Regions from separate parts of the Hordeum vulgare genome. Here region 1 is linked to region 2. Evidence: chromatin contacts called from public Hi-C data. All regions are on one chromosome and are shown on one strand. The core of a region is the stretch at or near the end of the contact, and the rest is flanking DNA. Distances in the headings are between cores, read along the strand shown. Region 1 holds the start of LOC123439740 (sm-like protein LSM5). Region 2 holds the start of LOC123439712 (probable folate-biopterin transporter 7).

The links. A called contact is a pair of places that touch in the nucleus more often than the background predicts.
Region 1: a Hi-C map of seedling shows a contact between it and region 2, with 4 times the contacts expected there. The contact joins the promoter of LOC123439740 here to the promoter of LOC123439712 in region 2. A contact is called at or near these places in 2 of 6 Hi-C or Micro-C datasets (leaf and seedling).

Annotation. Positions count from the first base shown.
Region 1 is chr1H:390,210,839-390,213,538 of MorexV3_pseudomolecules_assembly, reverse strand. It overlaps LOC123439740 (sm-like protein LSM5), which reads right to left and starts at 1,358. Exons shown (of 4, transcript XM_045116429.1): 1 at 1,154-1,358; 2 at 848-971. The coding sequence starts at 1,190.
Region 2 is chr1H:390,051,959-390,054,658 of MorexV3_pseudomolecules_assembly, reverse strand. It overlaps LOC123439712 (probable folate-biopterin transporter 7), which reads left to right and starts at 1,407. Exons shown (of 2, transcript XM_045116402.1): 1 at 1,407-1,951. The coding sequence starts at 1,675.

The DNA.
Region 1 (2,700 bases), core at 109-2,608, 160 kb before region 2:
ACGAAACTGGGTCTATGTATGATTTCCCTCACAGATGCATATAAAATACTAATAGTCATGATATTTTATTTACTTATGTAGCTGGAACACGAATTTGCAAAGAGAAATAACATGACATTATGCACCACCATCTCAACATCTTTGCTGAACTAGTGTAAACAATGGAAGTTGAAAATCCACTGCATTATGTATGGACTAGTGTGAAATCAACGGAAGAATTAGTGCAACATCCGTAGAAACCTACTTCCGGCATCTCCAAAAAGAATTATCAGTTTCTATTCTAAGTAGGCAACTCCCTCACAGCCTTCTAGTACACCTGTCTATATCCATTTTCATTCTATCAACAAGTCATGATGCAAATTGTTAACTCAGAAAACAGATAGCTGCGTTGTGATCTTTGGAAGCCAAGCAAGTGTCAATGTGAGATACATCATGGCACCAGCTGCATGAATGCTCATTTTATATCTACTACAACAACCAAACTACCTTGTGGTGTATCAACACTGTTAGTGAGAGTGGCTGGTTTCCAATCTATAAGACAAGACTAACACGCAAACTCCAGCGAGCCTATGACCAATCAGATAGAAGATGTCAAGTTCGTTAATTCACGTGAACTCCCGAGAGGTCTTGCTAATCTGGAGCAAACAGTTGACATATTTTCACCACTGTTACAACATATGTGTAAGTACAAAATTCAAGTCATAACTAAGTGAACACACCAGCTTAAATTAAAATATGCTGATAATTCACTCAAAATAAGACAGACTTAGCCCAAGATTCCAGGTAAGAACTGATGCGCATCGATCTAAAGAAACTAGGGTTTAGGGTTTGGGTGGGCTTCACTTACTACTCAGTAACGTCCTCGAGGACCATGTTGACGTAGACGTCGAAGCCGCAGAGGGTGCCGACGAGCTCCTTGTCTCCCTTCATGATCACCCAAATCTTAGATCCGATGCACCGGTCGATCAGCTCTGCTCGTCGCACCAGTTCGCACAAGCACGCACGCGCGCGTGTGGAGACACGCACACGGAAAAAGGAGGCAAAACCCGTGAGTCAAGAGCTCGAACCCAGCAGATCAGACGATGGAGCTAGCCAGCTAGGGGAATCGAAAGAGGCTTTGCGAGAAAGAAAAAAACGATGTTGTTCCGCGCACCTGAGGGGAGGAGCTGGGAGGGGTTGTTCTGAGACATGGCGCCGCCTACGGCTGAGAAGTCGAGGCAGGTAGGTGGCGACGCGAAGGGCGCGGCTGGAGCGCGGGCGGACGGAGAAGAACGGCGGCGGAGGTGGAGGGGATTGGGAGGCCTTTTGCTTCTGCGCTGCGGAGGGGATTTTCCGTCGATAGTTCCGTGCTAACGGGCGAGTTGCTCTCGACGGCGGTTTCGGCCCACTTTATATGTAGAACCTTATAGAGCAATAGCTTACCCTGTTTGGACCAGCCCACTGCAGGGTGGGCGACCCTGTTTGTTTATTTTTTAAATATTTTGTCTCTTTAAAAAAATTCGGCATTAAAACATTCTAAATTTCAAGAAAGATTCATAAATTTGGAAATACTCGGTTATTTAAAAAATTATTCATGAGTTTGAAAAATGTTCTTGGATTTTGAAAATTGTTCACAAATTACAAAACAATAATCAGTAATTTTCGAAAATACTCAAGAATTTGAAAAAAAATCTGGTTTTGAAAATGTTCACGAATTTAAAAAACTCACTAATTTGAACATATTCTAATATTTCCAAAAAAGTTGACTAAATTCAAAAACGTTCACAAAATTTTCAAAATGTTCTCAGGTTTATAAGATGTTCATGAATTGACAACAGATGTTCTAAATTTCAAAAATTGTTCTCACATTTCAAAACAAATGTTCAAGAATTTTTAAAATATTCATAGATTTATAAAGTATTTACTAACTTCAAAAATCTTTGCAAAATTCATAAAATGTTCACGAATTTTAGAAAAATTATACCATGATTGATCAAATGTTTAAGAATAGGATTACATGGGTGTTTTAAAAACGGAAAATTTAAAAACCAGAAAAACAAAAAGGAGAGAAGGATAATAAAAACGACAAAAAATGGTGAAGTGGTCCTAGAACCATTCCAAAACCGAAATAGGGAGTCGCCGAACATGCCGACTTGGGCTGGCCCATATCCACATGCATGCATGTTCGGTCTCAAACGTCGACCTACACATTGAGTAGGTTTTGCTCTTGACACCCTAGTGCTTATGATTTATCTATAAAACAAAGAATATTGCTTGTGATACGTTAAAATAGAGAAATAATGAAATAAAAACCTTTTTGTTTTCACAAGAAAAAGTGAAAATATAAAAAATATAAAAAGCTTTGTCGGGGTCCTTAAGAAAAAATCCCCTTGCGAAAAAAACTAGGGGTTTGTGTGCTTTAGTGGTGATAACTCGTCAAGATTTTTTACCTTCACTTGTCCTCCATCTTCTTCCCCACACACTCAAGTTACTTTGGCTCACTAAGGGTGTTTTTCACACCTACAGACCTAATTGGTAGTTTGGTACTATGATGGAGGACAGGTGGGGTCAAGCAGTATAGTAATGGAAGAAACGAGCATGTGGATGACTTGCTCACTAGGCTGAATCTTCACAAGGATAAGGTTGATGACTTTGTTTGGGATGAAGACATGATAGAACCACCACATAAGGTCACGTGGTTTGGAATCGATAAGGTCCATA
Region 2 (2,700 bases), core at 158-2,657:
CTCTAAATTTTACTTATATGTCGTTCAAACTTCAGTGTACTTCCCATGATATTTTACTGCCATTTATCAAATGCTTTGGTGCCTTTCATCAAGTGATTTCAGTGCACCAAGGTTAGCTTCAACCCTGTGTGCTCTTTTGTTTTCCTAGGCACCCATGAGTTGGCCTTGTTGCAAGGATAAATGTGTTGATCTCATAATGAAGGGAACAAAAGGTACCGGGTATTTACTATCTCTACTGCAATACTACTATTTTTTGCAAATTACCGAAATAGTACTATATATAATTTGGGAAGATAATCGGGTCTCTTATTTAGTTTAGTCCACCTTTTTTCCCTTTATAGCTCCACCACCAAAAGATATGCCCCTTTTTAAATTTTGGCACAGGGCCCCGGATATTGCCGGTCCGGCCCTGATTAACTAGACATGTCAACAGAAAATGAAAACTACACTAGTGATGTTGGAGCATATTCAATAAACATGAGAAGCAGGAAACCACCTATCGGATTATATAGCACATAAATCCTAGGAGGACTATATTGCAAGAAGAGCTTGATATACATATTGCCAATAAATGCATGCCAAACTTGTATATTTGCAACCCCGCAAAAGAAAACTTGCATATTTGCAAGAAAAGCTTGATGCATCTATCGCAATGTCTACTACGGCTAAAATTATGGCATGTCAAACTTGCAATATTCAATCTGCTTTTTTTCATTTTTTAGCAATATTTTGACTTTTTCATGGGATGGCGTAGTTTACGAGAATGGACGTTTGGAGGCCGAGCTCCATGGTGATCGAAATTTTTGAAAAAAAAATAAAATTCGAACTTTTTGATTTAAAAAGAAACTAAAAAAATAGGCAAGTAAGGAAGGATGTTATGTATATGTGTGTAAAACTTAGGACTAAATATCTTAAAATACGACTTGAACAAAAAAGATAAATTCATGGCCTGAAACGATGAATAGTATCATGTGTTAAAAAGCCTTAGATTTGTCTTTTTTTACAACCCTCATTTTAACGTAATTTTTTCTGAAAATTTACACACATGTGTGTTACGCCTTCACTTATCTCTGTATTTTTTAGATTTTTTTGAAATACAAAAATATAAATTTTCATGAAATTTGAATTTCAAATTTAAAAGCCTTGGTGGAGGCCGAGCTTCAAAAGCAATTTCTACTAGAGTAGTTTACACCTTATATAATACAGTAAAAAGCAATTTAGTAAAAAGTGGCCCGGAGGCCGGCCGAAAAGGCACGCCGACATCAGGGAGCGCACTGACCCACCATGCACACACGGTCGATTGGTACTGGCCCACATGGCTCTGGGCCCCAGCGAGAGACGAGCCCGCCCGGAAGGAGGTACGGCCATACATACAGCGAGCCTCCACGCCCCCGTGTCATATCCGTGGCAACGTGTTGGTTCTTCTCGTGCCAACCATTCCATTCCACATTCCCCTGCATCACCACTGCTACTCTGTTCGGCCAAATAACACCTAACCCTCCCACGTGTCCTCCCGCCCCGGTGGGAGCACAACACAAGAACCACCACGAGCTCTCCCATTCCCTTCCCTCGGATCGGGAGCGGAGCAGGAACACAAGGCCCGGCGACGCGCGGATCAGACGAGACTCCGCACTGCCGGATTTCGGGGGAGGAGGAGGAGGAGGAGGGAGGGCCATGGAGAAGGAGCAGAAGGCGGAGGGCGAGAGGGCCGCCACGGCCGCCACGCAGCGGTGGGTGATCGGGGTGGGGTTCTGGGTGCAGGGCTTCCGGCTCTTCCCGTGGCTCGGCGTCAACTTCTTCCTCAAGGACGCCATGGGCGTCCCCTCCTCCTCGCTGCAGATCCTCCAGGCCTCCGCCACCCTGCCCATGGTCGCCAAGCCGCTCCTCGGCCTGCTCTCCGACGCCGTCCCCATCCGCGGCTGCCGACGCCTGCCATACGTCGCCATCGGCGGTACGCCCCCCCTCCCTTTATCCCCCCCACGTTATCGCATTGCCCTTCTCAGATCTGCCAACACCACTTTCCGTAATCTCCGACCGACGCCATGATCCTCATCGTGATTCCATTTCCATACCCTCCCTTCCCTTACTTTAACGGTTCATAACGTGGAACGCTCGAAAGCACGCTCGGTTCCATACCTCCCTTTACCGGTTAACCTGGAATTATAGGAACCACACTCGCGATGCAGAATGATAATTCTCTGAAATTTCCACCTTCCCTGCACTGCCCGTGTTGCACGCACAATTTCGCTCTTTCACTGTACTTGATCACTGATTAAACGAGTTGTAGGAATTCTAGTATGCCAGAGCAGTGTAGGATATTTTTACTCTTCTGCGCTGTCCTTGGAGAAAAAGTAAAATGATTACCACGCTAGAGCTTTCTGCGTTCTTTTCTTGCGTGCTGTTCACTTGTTTGCACATTGGTGTCATGTGGCGAATGACAGCGCCATAAAGAATATACTTGAACACAGTTGTCCTCTTGATTATTATGCGCGTGCCTTTTGTTTTCTTTCACTTTCACTTTCCCTTTCCGTTTTCTCTTCTGATTACCATCGTTCTCCATCTTTTCGTGAAGTAGTCTTTTAGAGCAGCAACCAGAGTGTCACGATGCATATTTTCTCAGTCGGATGTGGCCCTTGCCCTGCACTTTAAAGTGTCATAATTTGTGCAATACCACCACTTAAGATTGCCCATCTTCAGATT